Linked DNA regions of Mus musculus: regions 2, 3 and 4 are each linked to region 1. The links are chromatin contacts, called in public HiCAR-type, HiChIP or PLAC-seq and promoter capture Hi-C maps. All regions are on one chromosome and are shown on one strand. The core of a region is the stretch at or near the end of the contact, and the rest is flanking DNA. Distances in the headings are between cores, read along the strand shown. Region 1 holds the start of Sub1 (SUB1 homolog, transcriptional regulator). Region 2 overlaps Pdzd2 (PDZ domain containing 2). Region 3 holds the start of Pdzd2 (PDZ domain containing 2). Region 4 holds the start of Slc45a2 (solute carrier family 45, member 2).

The links. Promoter capture Hi-C pulls out the DNA fragments that hold promoters and counts their contacts. HiCAR-type assays count read pairs that join an accessible place to other places. HiChIP or PLAC-seq counts read pairs in DNA pulled down with a chosen protein or histone mark.
Region 2: a BATF HiChIP or PLAC-seq map of CD8 T cells shows a contact between it and region 1, with 5 read pairs. The contact joins the enhancer-like site here to the promoter of Sub1 in region 1. A contact is called at or near these places in 6 of 39 promoter capture datasets (cranial neural crest, frontonasal cranial neural crest, hematopoietic stem and progenitor cells and 3 more), 6 of 484 Hi-C or Micro-C datasets (the G1E-ER4 cell line, adipose-derived mesenchymal stem cells, ganglionic eminence and 3 more), 1 of 115 datasets of contacts at active chromatin or transcription factors (CD8 T cells) and 2 of 9 other capture datasets (adipose tissue and liver).
Region 3: a contact with region 1 is called in a HiCAR-type map of astrocytes, with 2.2 times the contacts expected there. The contact joins the promoter of Pdzd2 here to the promoter of Sub1 in region 1. A contact is called at or near these places in 2 of 484 Hi-C or Micro-C datasets (the N1E-115 cell line and embryonic stem cells) and 1 of 115 datasets of contacts at active chromatin or transcription factors (astrocytes).
Region 4: a contact with region 1 is called in a promoter capture Hi-C map of hippocampal neurons, with 5 times the contacts expected there. The contact joins the promoter of Slc45a2 here to the promoter of Sub1 in region 1. A contact is called at or near these places in 5 of 39 promoter capture datasets (the 3T3-L1 cell line, 3T3-L1-derived adipocytes, hippocampal neurons and 2 more), 3 of 115 datasets of contacts at active chromatin or transcription factors (astrocytes, embryonic stem cells and stem cell-derived neural progenitor cells) and 2 of 9 other capture datasets (adipose tissue and liver).

Annotation. Positions count from the first base shown.
Region 1 is chr15:11,994,467-11,997,294 of GRCm38.p6, reverse strand. Sub1 (SUB1 homolog, transcriptional regulator) reads left to right here and starts at 1,288. Exons shown (of 5, transcript NM_011294.3): 1 at 1,288-1,344.
Region 2 is chr15:12,585,010-12,587,767 of GRCm38.p6, reverse strand. The region is part of intron 3 of Pdzd2 (PDZ domain containing 2); the gene reads left to right. Among named protein-coding and RNA genes, the nearest start is that of Gm41273, 65 kb to the left of the region's middle. Within about 2 kb of position 1,442, at least 22 of the 459 cell types and tissues checked have an H3K27ac peak or open chromatin away from gene starts, as enhancers often do. A contact at or near this core is called in CD8 T cells and stem cell-derived neural stem cells, where this site is marked.
Region 3 is chr15:12,738,313-12,741,370 of GRCm38.p6, reverse strand. It overlaps Pdzd2 (PDZ domain containing 2), which reads left to right and starts at 1,479. Exons shown (of 26, transcript NM_001081064.2): 1 at 1,479-1,754.
Region 4 is chr15:10,999,346-11,002,045 of GRCm38.p6, reverse strand. It overlaps Slc45a2 (solute carrier family 45, member 2), which reads right to left and starts at 1,325. Exons shown (of 7, transcript NM_053077.3): 1 at 845-1,325. The coding sequence starts at 1,229.

The DNA of each region.
Region 1 (2,828 bases), core at 39-2,538:
TCAAGTTGACACAAAACTAGCCAGTACACCCTTGTTTAGAGCTTCATACACAAAGACTCCTCTCTCACTTTATTTTGATGACGGTGTTGCTCTAGTTGGACTCCCGCATTCAGTAGGGATGCGCTGGGGCACTTCCCTACTACCCTTAGTAGGTAGTAGTTCCATTCAATACAAGGTTTGAATCACTTATTAATTTTTGCAGCTGTTAAATGTGAAGACAACGATCATTTCAACTCTTGAACCTGTTAGGATGATCACTATCTGTCAAATGCTGTATGTAAACCTTTGTGATGAACAGAACTCTGTTTGTTGTTGGCTACAGGAGGAAACCATCCAGTACACATTCTAAGCCACCTGCTTGTGGTTATTTGTGATGGTGGAGTGGATTTCCTCCGCGAGACTTTGGATCCGTGTTTAGACAAAGGTATGGCGATTCAGTATGCCTCCCGGTTTCTGTCTCCAGTACTTAGCTCCTGTATTCTAGGCTGGTAGTGAGGCGGAACACCAAGTCCATGGTAACCTGCAGAGGAGGATGCTGCGGAAAGGGAACACAAAAGGGGCCAGGGAAAAATGTAGCCCCCAAAGGACACATCCTTACTTTTCACCACCTCGTAATAATGCTGTCATATTATGACTATCAGAGCATTAATTCACTGATTAAGGCACAGCTCTCAGGATCCAGGCTCTTCTGAAAAGGTCATCAGTTGAAAACCAGATCCCCAATGAATGAGCCCACAGGGAGATTTTATATTCAAACCACAATTACTTTGGAGCCCCAGAACTCCATTTTAAGAATAAAGGTTTCGTGGCTAAGGACATTTGTAAGATTTCTTTGACTTTCTGAATTAAATAGTGCGCCTCGCAGGCTTGCTTCCTTTGGATTTTAGCAGCATGAGTCAGATCTTAAAGGTAGAAACGGAAAATCATCTGTAGGCAAGTGGGTCAGCACATTGTTTTTTCTCAGAGTAGCTCCCATCATTTCAGTACAGCATTTATAGAGCGGTACCATATACAAGCTATTTGCAAGCGCAAAGCTCCGTGGATCTTGTCATTTATGTTTCATTGACATCTCATTCTCCTTCAGATCAGGCCCAAGCTGCGTGGCATCTCACTGTGGTGCCATCTCCCTCTTTCAGGAGCATTTACTTCAGTATCTGTGGCGGCCCCTTTAAGGCCCTGGAAAGGGCCGGCTGGCGGTTGGGCGGCGAGGCCACGCCCCCTTCACGTGGCCTTCGTGCCATTGGGCGGAGCCAGGGCCTCTAAGCTGCCGTCATTTCCGGCTCTCTGTCAGTCCGGAGTAGGCGAGCGAGCGAGGCAGAGGTTTTTGGTCGGCCGGAGCGGAGCGTGAGTGCGTGGGACCCCGGGCCCATTCCTCGGGGCTGCGGCCAGGCCGACCCCAGGCTACCGCGGCCCCCTTCGCTCTCCTTGCCGGTGGGGAGAAAAACGGCAGCTCGGGGGAAGGGCCTCCGCTCTTGCCCGCGTCCCCGCGGGGCCTCGTGTGGCGGCCGCTCTGGGGAGCCGAGCCGAGGCGGTGGGCGCGGGCAGGCAGGCGAACGGCGGGTGATGGCCGCGCGCCCCTCGGACTGGGTGATGGGGCTCCGGGCGGAGGCGCTAGCGGTCTGCCCTGAGGCTGCGCTCGCCCACCCCTGTCCGGACCACCGTGCTCGGGAAGCCATCCCTTCCCCACCCTCGGGGGACGCTGGCCCCGCGGGGTCGAGGGGCGGGGGGCGCGCTCGGCAAACATGGCTGGGCTCCGGGGCGAGGAGAAAATGGCGCTGGCGCAAGGCCCTCCTCTTGTGCACGCTCTCGACGCCCCACGCCCCCTTCCTGAGGCCGGCAGTAGCCCCAGCCCTCGCCTCGGGGCTTTCGGGAGCTTCCTGGCCGCGACCCCCACGGTGCCACGCGCCGGCTCGCCCTCGAGAGCCTCGCACTCTGGGATGTTTTCAGTATTCCCCAGCCCCGGGCACCGACTGGTCGGTCTATAAACTACGGTCACCCCTTTTAGTTACCTTTTGCTCGAATTACGAAGCCCCCCGCCCCCCGGCCTCCAAGAAACCACCCCAGTAAAGCCTCATTAAAGTTAAAAGTCCAAGTGTAGGGAACGGGGCTGGCTTTAGTTCCCAGTAACAAACATTGTTTTCTTATTGGGTAGATTTAGGTTAGATAATGACGTGGTTCTTTGAAGTAATTTTAGTTCCCCAGACAGCTTTTCGTAATGGGAGATAGATATGGCTGGCTGTTTGCAAGCGAAAGATTTGTTTATGTGCAATTCCCTCTCAAAAAACAGGCTTTGTGTAGTTGTGTGACCGAGCTAGCTTGGGAAACTTGATTTTGGAGGTCGGGTTGTGAAATGGAGCAGTAAGAGGAAAAGCGAAGGGACTGGTTAGGAGCCTTCTCCCTCCTGAGTTTAGGTATTACCTCTAACGGACTGGCCAGTTGTGTAGAGTCGTGGGCAGGATTTGGGTAGCTCACTTTTGCCTTGACCTCCTATTTTGCACATTGAATGCCAGTTTGGTCTTTAGAGAGCTGGGTTATAATTTTTTTGATGTAGGAGGTAGGAATTGATGTATCTTTCTTGAGCATTTACAGAATCTTGTGTTTTTTAGGACCTTTAAGCCATGTAGAAGTTAGTAAGTTTATTTAGATGGAGAGAGCAGAAGATAGTTTGGTAAATAGCTTTTGCTACCTGGTTTTACCATTTGGTGTAAGTATCTTGAAAAGTAGTTAGGACCTGCCTAAGGACTTCTTGAAATGTGGGTTAGACGAGTTGTCTGCCCTTTGTTTTATGCAGTAAATAAACAGCAGGCTCTGCACTGTGTGCCTGTCTG
Region 2 (2,758 bases), core at 193-2,692, 590 kb before region 1:
GGCTATATTTATGGCAAAATTTAGTATGTATTAAATATAGCGAAAGGTTAGCCACCATAAGTAATATTTAAATAGGACGATCATAACAGATTACTGTAAGTTATGTGGATGTGCTTTCTCTCTCAAAATATCTCGCTGTCCTGAAGGTTTTTGACCTTTTTGACCACAAGTAATTGAAACCTTGGATTAGCAGTGAGCTATTTTACTGTGTAGCTTCAATGGTCTGGGTGCTGGCCACTTAAGTCAAAGACACATACAGGCATAGGGTCTTAAGTGCTCCAGCCACGATAGTGCCAATGTGTTCCTGGAGTATGAGGAGTCTGTACGATCCCAGAAGAAAATCTCACTGGGCAGATATAGGCCAGACATACTCAAGGTGACTGGCCAAATGGCACAGAGACACGCCATGCAATAAAGAGTAGCTGAGTATCAGCCCTAGCCAGCAGCAGCCTTCAATCCCCTCTGCCTCCAAATCATGTGTAAAAATAAATTTAGGGTTGGTACAATCTTAGACTGGTTACCCATGGCAACCTTGAGTTCTGTCTGGATTAAAGCAGATTTAGGCAGAGTGTCAAGAGGGTATGAGAAGGTGTTACTTGGAGAAATGACTGCAGGTGGTGATGTAGTAGGAGACAGAGAGAAAGGAAGATTCTCCAATTATAGCTTTATAATATGGTCCCTGGGGCCGCTTAGCACAGGGTCTTGTCTCCCTGCATGTGTGCCCAGAGGCACCTAGTACTCCATGCAAGACTATATATATAGTCTATAGGTGGTGACCTAGAGATATTAACGAAAGGTTAAATTTTACTCAGCATGCTCTCTAAGAAGATTTCCATTGCAGAAAGTTAAAAGGAAAACAAATTTCAGCATTTACAATTCAATTATCTGGAAAATTGGCCACGTGGAACAGCCCATTCCCCTAAGGATGTAGGCTGAAAGAAACAGCCCATGACCCACATGGTACCCAGCTCCATTCTTTTCAGCCTGCTGCCTTCTCGTGCAAGTTCTTTTCATGGCTTGGTTTCTGGAATCTCTTCCAGCTCATTCAAGTCCTACTTTCTGGTATCACGGAAGAAACTAAGACTCGGGGGAGTTCTTTCCTGAGGTCATCTATCTTCCCAGAGATCAAGTTTATGCCTTTGACTCAGAGTCAATAACTTTTTTTTTTCAAACCCATAAATAATAACAAATGGCATTGGATAGTTTTCTATATCCTGTAGTTTGTGATCAAAACAAATAGAAAGTTAAGTTTCTCTACATTTCATACAAAAGCAGGGGTCACACCCTAAAAACCTCCCGTCTCATAGGTGTAGCTTGTAGCAACTTGGTGACAAGAGTCATTGCTGCTGTTGGAAAGAAGCACGGAGCTTGCTTTCCCTAGATTTCTAAGTGCCACCAGGCCAAGGCAGTGGAGAATCTGAGAGCCGTCGTCTGCCATCTTGTGGTTGAAATCAAGCACTGTGAGAGAGTGTGCTGGAGCTGTCTGTCCCCCAGCTGGGTGTGCTTCACAGCTGTGCTCTTCAGGCTGAGGTCTCTGCTGAGTCGCCCCTCCTGAACCATACTGAGTCACCAAAATGTGCTGTTTCCCCAACTTTCATTCCTGCCCTTCCCCCCAGTTCCCACAGAAGACGAGACAGTGATTGCATGACCCACCCTGCTGGGCTCTTCAAGATGAATAAAGGAGTCCCCAGAGTCTTTAACGCCAGCTTCTAGTTTCTCTGTCCTGAAACTCACTCTGTAGACCAGGCTAGCCACAGACTCAGCCTGTCTCTGCTCTTGAATGCTGGGATTAAAGGTGTGCCACTACTGCCTAGACCAGAAATTTCTTTTAAGGTAAATCAGGTAACCAAGTCTCTAGCGTTATAGTGACTAATCGAGTGAGTTCTTAGAAAAAGCTGGCCGTGTCTGTAAACACTTATCAACAGGCATTTATTGAGTGACATTTCAGGGTCCACTGTTTTTGGCTTTTGAGACAGGCCCATGCTGATCACAAACTCACTATATAGCAGCAGAGGCTGACCTCTAACTTCAGACACTCTTGCTTCTGCCTCCTGAGTGCTGGAGTCACAGGCATGTACTGCCAGGCCTGCTCGATGTGATGCTGGGGCCTGAACCCAGGCTTTCATGCCTGCTTCATCCCCAGCCCTGGGTCCACTTGCTTTTGGGACGGAAGAGATGATATGAGATGGGAGACTTTCTCTGATACAGTGCTCTATCCTGTGATATGACACTTCGTCCAGACGCCCGTGATGCACTGCTCAATGCAGACACCCGTGATATGGCCCTCCATCCTGATGCCAGTAACACAACATTTCATCCAGCCATCCATGACACAGCGCTCTATCCAGACATCCATGACGCAGCGCTCCATCCAGACGCCTGTGACGCAGCGCACCATGCAGATGCCTGTGACGCAGCCCACCATGCAGACGCCTGTGACGCAGCGCACCATGCAGATGTGCTTCCTTTCCTTCCAACCACCTGCTTCGCTGATACCTGACTTGGAACTGAATGCCGGTGCGGCCATACACTCCCACCCAGGAAGAGGAAACCCCCAATGCCTCACTTCAGATACCCACTTCTAAACTGTTAGAAGTACTTCTAGGAATTGCTGTCACTAGGAAGCATAAGGAGGGAGGCATCTGGCGTGATTAAAGTACTACTGTCTGACTTCATACCCTCCCCCGTGGGCATTTCTGAGTCTTTTGCAGGAAGGCTGACTTCTGCTTCACCTTTCTTACTTGAGTATTGAACGCGT
Region 3 (3,058 bases), core at 230-2,729, 740 kb before region 1:
GCTGAGCCTGGGATCGCTGAACAAACAGATAGCACTGCATAATTGTGGGAGGATTTTTAGTGGCATCCTAATAACACCTTTCTAGGCAATGGTGCCTATTTCATTGAACACCTCCTAAGCGCTACACAGAACAATCCACTGCTCCGTTCTGCATGGTAAGGGTTTTCTCTATAGACAGGAGGAGAAGCTTTCAGGCGGTGAAGACTGCCGTTTATAATACCCAGGCCTGGATTTGTATAGACATTGATCTCTGTGGATTGGGAATTATAAACGCCAAGGAAAAGCTGAATCCAAGAACCCCAACACTTGCTGAAAATACTATCTAGAAACGCCTTGGGTCTACTCTGGTCTCTGGTGCTGAGGGACACTCCATGAGGGCTGCAGGTGACGTAGCTGCTCTTCCAAGAGAGCAGCTCTTAATGCTTTGCTGGGCAAATCTAGAGCCTAGCCATGCTCCAACGTATCCTCACCTCCCTCAAAGCAAAAGATTTCCAATTACTGTTCTGCAGAAAATGTCAAAAGCATTATTCACCAACTCATGATCCCGAGGTTTGTAATTTTTCCTATGTTTTTACCCTTATCTGCCAGCACTTGAAAAAGACCAGCTTTTTCCTCTCAAGAGAGCTTAATTTGCAGAGCCGTGCGGTCTCCCTATTATGTTCTTATCGTCCTCTCCCTGTGGTAGGCAGAATGACAAGGATGACAAAAAAAAAAAAAAAAAAAAAAAGGGAACCAAAAATATTTGAAGACTTCCTGAAAATCTGTGGGATGAAGCATCCAAAAAGCTAGAGGCTCCCGTTTTCCCAGTGACCTGGAATAAAACGAAGGGCAGTTGGCCTTAGCTCTTGAGGTTCACTCAGAAGGAGGTTCACAACGTCCAAATCCTCCATCCTGGGGCCCATGGAATTTCCTCTAGCGGCTTAATTGAAGGATTAACAGCTCTGAGGTTCTTAAGACGCAAAGAGGTTCTCTCTCCCGAGGAATGCTCATACCAAGACTATATTAAGTATCCTAAGGACCAGAGGCCAGTGGATGGATGGTTGGCTTTTCTCCGGTCTCCCTGGGCCTCCCCACCCAATCTCTGATAAGGCAATTGACATTTTTCTCCGCTATGTGCTATGTTAAGTGCTATGCAAAAGGAAATTAAACCTCCTAGCTCTAGTTCTTCCACCTAGATGGCGCCCCAAGCCCTGCCTACATGGCGTTTCTGAGCCGCAGTCTCCCTGGATCGGTTCCTCCCAGGATCCCCAGGAAGCCGGCGCACTAGGACTGCTGTTTCCCTGGGAGAGCGGTCCTCCCCGCTCAGGGGCTTGCTCGGGGGAATCCCCGCCCACCTTGTCATTCCTGCAGGGGAATCCCCGCCCCCTGGGCCTGTCACTCCGGGAAGGTAGTTCCCGCCCCTCGGATCCAGCAGAGGGAAGGAATCCCCGCCCATTCTGGAGGCTCGGAGCATCCCTGCGCTGCGCAGCGAGAAGCTCACTCCCAGCGCCAGTGCGTACTAGCGGCGGGCAGTGGGACGCGGCGGGGCGGCTGCGGCGGGCGCCCTCCAAGCGCCCCACCGATCGCAAGACGCTCGGGATCGCGCCTCCGGCGGCAACCAGCAAACCCCTGCGGCGCGGCTTCTCCCGGCAGGCGCGGCAACAGCACCGGTGGTGGTGGTGGCAGGGGCGGCGGTAGCTGCGCCGGCACCGCCGGGCGGCGCCTGAGTCTGGACGCTCCAGGAGCGGCTCGAGCCTCCGCCGATCCGCGAACAGGTGAAGAGACCTGGCGCCGCAGCCGCGACGGGGGTGGGGCTTCGGGTGGGCTAGCGGGGTAGCTGAGCTCGATAACCCCAAGACGGTGTGCGCTGGAGAAAGTTCAGTGACAATCGGGTGTGGGGATCCCAGTTCAAGCAAAGAGGCGAGTGAGGGCACCCAAGTGGGTCCCCGCGTTAGGTGGCGCAAACTCCTCTTCCTTCTAGTGGGAGGTAAGAGGGGCACAGTGGAGGAGAGAGGTTGGGCGGAGCGAGATGGAGACAGCGGGATAACCGGAGGCGCCTTGCCTGGGACGCCTAAATCGGGCCAAGAATCCTTATCCCAGTGTGTTGGTTTGTCTCTCTACCTTAGCCAGTTACTGTTTTAAGGACCATCCTCCCGCGCTTCATCTCTCGCTAACCCCCCTGCCCACTAAGTGGCGCGAGAAAGAGTCCGCATGAAGAGCAAGGGCATCTTTGGGGGTTTAATGTCATCTGCCAGGGAGATAAGGGATGTTCCAGTAGGAAAGTATTTCTTCCTGAAGTCCCCCCCCCCAAAAAAAAAACCACCTGCCCGCCTTTCCCAATGAAGCACAAGACTGAATTGTGGTGGGGGGAGCATCTAGGACCCTGGACAGAAGTTTACCAGCGGCCCTTCAGCAGCCCTGCTCTCTGCATAGCTCTTGATAAGGGACCCTGGAGTCACACCAGGTCTGGCATGTGCTGGTGGCAAACACTGGAAAGTCGGACACTGGGGCATTCCAGAGTCCAGGCATATACTGGAGATTTGGGCATTGTGGAGGCCTGAGCTGGGGCTTGCCTCTTCCATGGGTTTTGCTTGACAAGTCACAATGAAGCTCCTGAAGGTTAAGTGGTTGTGGAGTGACCAAAGAAAGTGAGTTTCTCTTGCAGACACACCCCTGAATCTTCACAGCACTTCTCTTGGGGGGGGGGGGGGGGAGGAACCTCCCACATTCATCTCTGCTCCAGGCTTGGGCGATAGGGTCTCGACTGTTTCTACTGGGTCAGCTTTTTCTGGCCCGTGCCTTCTGGGTGGGAGCCAGGTAGGTACACGCTGGCAGGTGTGGTGTGGGAGGACTGCTTGTGAGGGCGGAATAAAATCTCTCAGAGCACACCCCTGGCTGTGGGTGGTTGTTCTAGCTCCATGAATTTCTTCTTCTATTTGGATGAGCCAGGAACTGCTGCTACTATAAAAGCTACACCGTGGTGTGAGCTTGTGTGGTGTGTTACCGGGTAGGAGTAGCAGGGCTGGTAGGTGTTGGGAAAAAAATCAGAACCATGTGAGGTATATAAATGCATCCCCTT
Region 4 (2,700 bases), core at 76-2,575, 1.0 Mb after region 1:
ATCTACCGAATCTGTCAAGAATGATAAAGTTGTTTCCCTGATTTATAGTTTGCTTTGTTAACCTAAGAGTGGTGTGTAATATATGAACATATTTGAAACATTCCTGTATAAAAGAGAAAAATAAACCTCTCCTCTCTTTCCTACCTCCAGTACTTATATTTCCTATTTATATCTCACACTTCCATATTTGTACATCCTCCTAAATATATAAAAATGGTACCTGCTTGAGCTGTATCATACTCATTCACTTCCTACTGGCATAAATGGTATTGAAATATGTGCCCCTCAGGGTCTCTTTTCCAATATACTGTCACCAAGTACATAGAATTTAGTAGCTAATTTGCAGCTAGAAATATTGCTTTAACACCAAATTCTTCGTCCAGAATTTGCAATGCAAAAGCACTCCCAGAGCTGACAGGCCTGTGCCCTAAACCAATTAAAATGTTAAGCACCCAGAATTAGGCCTTATTTGTACACAGCAGGTAGTTTGTTACAAAGGCTTATAGCTGGACAATTTAACAAAGTCTTCCATGAGGCATAAGTGGCTCAAAACTCCTTCGACTGGTAAATAAATAAAAATAATTTTTAAGAATATAATTTGATGAAATAGATATAAGCTCAATCCCATTTTTAAAACCTTGCAATAATAAAAGGCAGCGTCGAGATGGTTCTGGAAGTAAAAGCCCCTCAGCCCCAGGCTCGGGGTCATCCAAAGGTGGGAGGGAGGTCACTGCATGCTGAGAGAGAGAGAACGTTAGTTCTAGCCATTTTCTATGCGGCATTAAAAAATACTGATGACATTTTAACCCAGCAGTTAACTATGGGATCTGTGCGATCCACTTACCTGATACGACCGCATCTCCATTGAGGTACAGAGCCATTCCCAAGAGCATCATAATGGCCAGAGTCAGGATGTATGGTCTCCGGCGACCCCAACGGGCCCTGCAGTGATCACTGGCTGATCCCACCACAGGCTGGAGCAGGAATCCCAAGATGGGGCTTAGGAGCCACACCATGCTGTACAGGCTCTTAGGCAGGCCCACGCTGAGCAGAACTGGAGTCACATAAGCTGCCTCCACCGCATAGCAAAACTCTCGGCCAAACATGGCCATGCTGTGCATGACAAGTCTCCCTGTGGATCTCTTGGGTTGCTCCACAGAGCCAAAGGGGCAATCCTCGGCTAAGGATTGATAGGTATGGGTGTCAGTCGGCCCATTGCTTCCACTCATGACCACGGAGAAAATAGCCTTCTTGCGTGGTCCTCAGATTTGTGCTCCAAACCGGGTCTGACATGGAGCCTGTCAGAGCAACCAACAGAGATGGTCAGGCTGGAGGAGGGGCTGAAATTCTTTCATGCCTCCAAGATCACAAGTTACGGTGAGAAGCAAAGGGGGCGTTGGCACTCGGAAGCATGACAGAGATTAGCTGCTGTGAGCCCTCGGGGTCCTTAGAATGCTTGTGCCTCTCTAAAGATCTTCCTTCACACAGTCAGTCTCTCTCTCTCTCTCTCTCTCTCTCTCTCTCTCTCTCTCTCTCTCTCTCTCTGTCTGTCTTTCCACACACACAATTGTACACCTCTTAGTTTCATAGCTTAAAAATCATAAAGTTTCCTTAGACAGAGACTAACTAAAAATGTAAATAATCCAATAATTTCTATAAACTTCTCTCTATAGATCTGGATATTCTGTTTTCCAGAATTCACACTTTCTACCCAAAGCTTAAAAGACAAATTAACTAGAGCTAAAACTGTGCCAGGCCCCAGTCTTCACCCCAACCACTGGCTGTCACTTAACTCCGTGAACTTTTCTCTCTCGCTGCACTCGGTGCTTTTTACATCCTGTGTTAACCGGTCTTGCTCTCAGGACAGAGATCAGGTCGATTTTGGTCGTTATGGCATCCCTAGCATCTAGCCTTGCACCTCTTAGGTCCTCCCAAAATATCTGCTAACAAACAGGAGTTGAATGAATAGAGTATATACAGTCTGTTTTGTACCAGTCACCGCCTACTTTACTTGGCCCTATGGGACTACATTTCCCAGGTTCCCTTGCTCCCTGGCTTCTAGGCATACTTGGACAGCAGGAAGCTTTGGTGAAAAGTCAGGGGTGGGAAAACAACAAGCAAGCAAACAAACAAACAAAAAAACCAAGTATGTCCCAATTTTCTTCATCCTGAGATATTTTTGGCATTGACTGAATGCCCACTATGAATCTAGTAGTTGTCTAGTAGCCACACTGGACTGCTGGGTCCCTTTAACTCTCCGTAGCTATTGTTACTGCAGCCCTAGGTCTAGTCCTGGCTCTTTGATTCTGCTCATACCGGGATAGCCTCACTATGTCATTTTATTACTCATATATATATATATATATACATATGTATATATATATATATATATATATATATATATATGAGAGCCTTTATTACTCTTTATATATATATATGTATATATATATATATGAGAGCCTTTATTACTCATTTATATATATATATATATATATATATATATAGAGAGAGAGAGAGAGAGAGAGAGAGAGAGAGAGAGAGAGAGCCTGTTACATATTACTAATGTTACTATATTACATTGATTTGTATCATAAATGCATTCTTCTAATTAAATTTTCTCTGTTTTAAAGACGTCAGGTGGGTCACATTTTCCTTACTGGATCCGGCAGGGAAAATCTTTTAGGAAAAAAAAATGCCTTT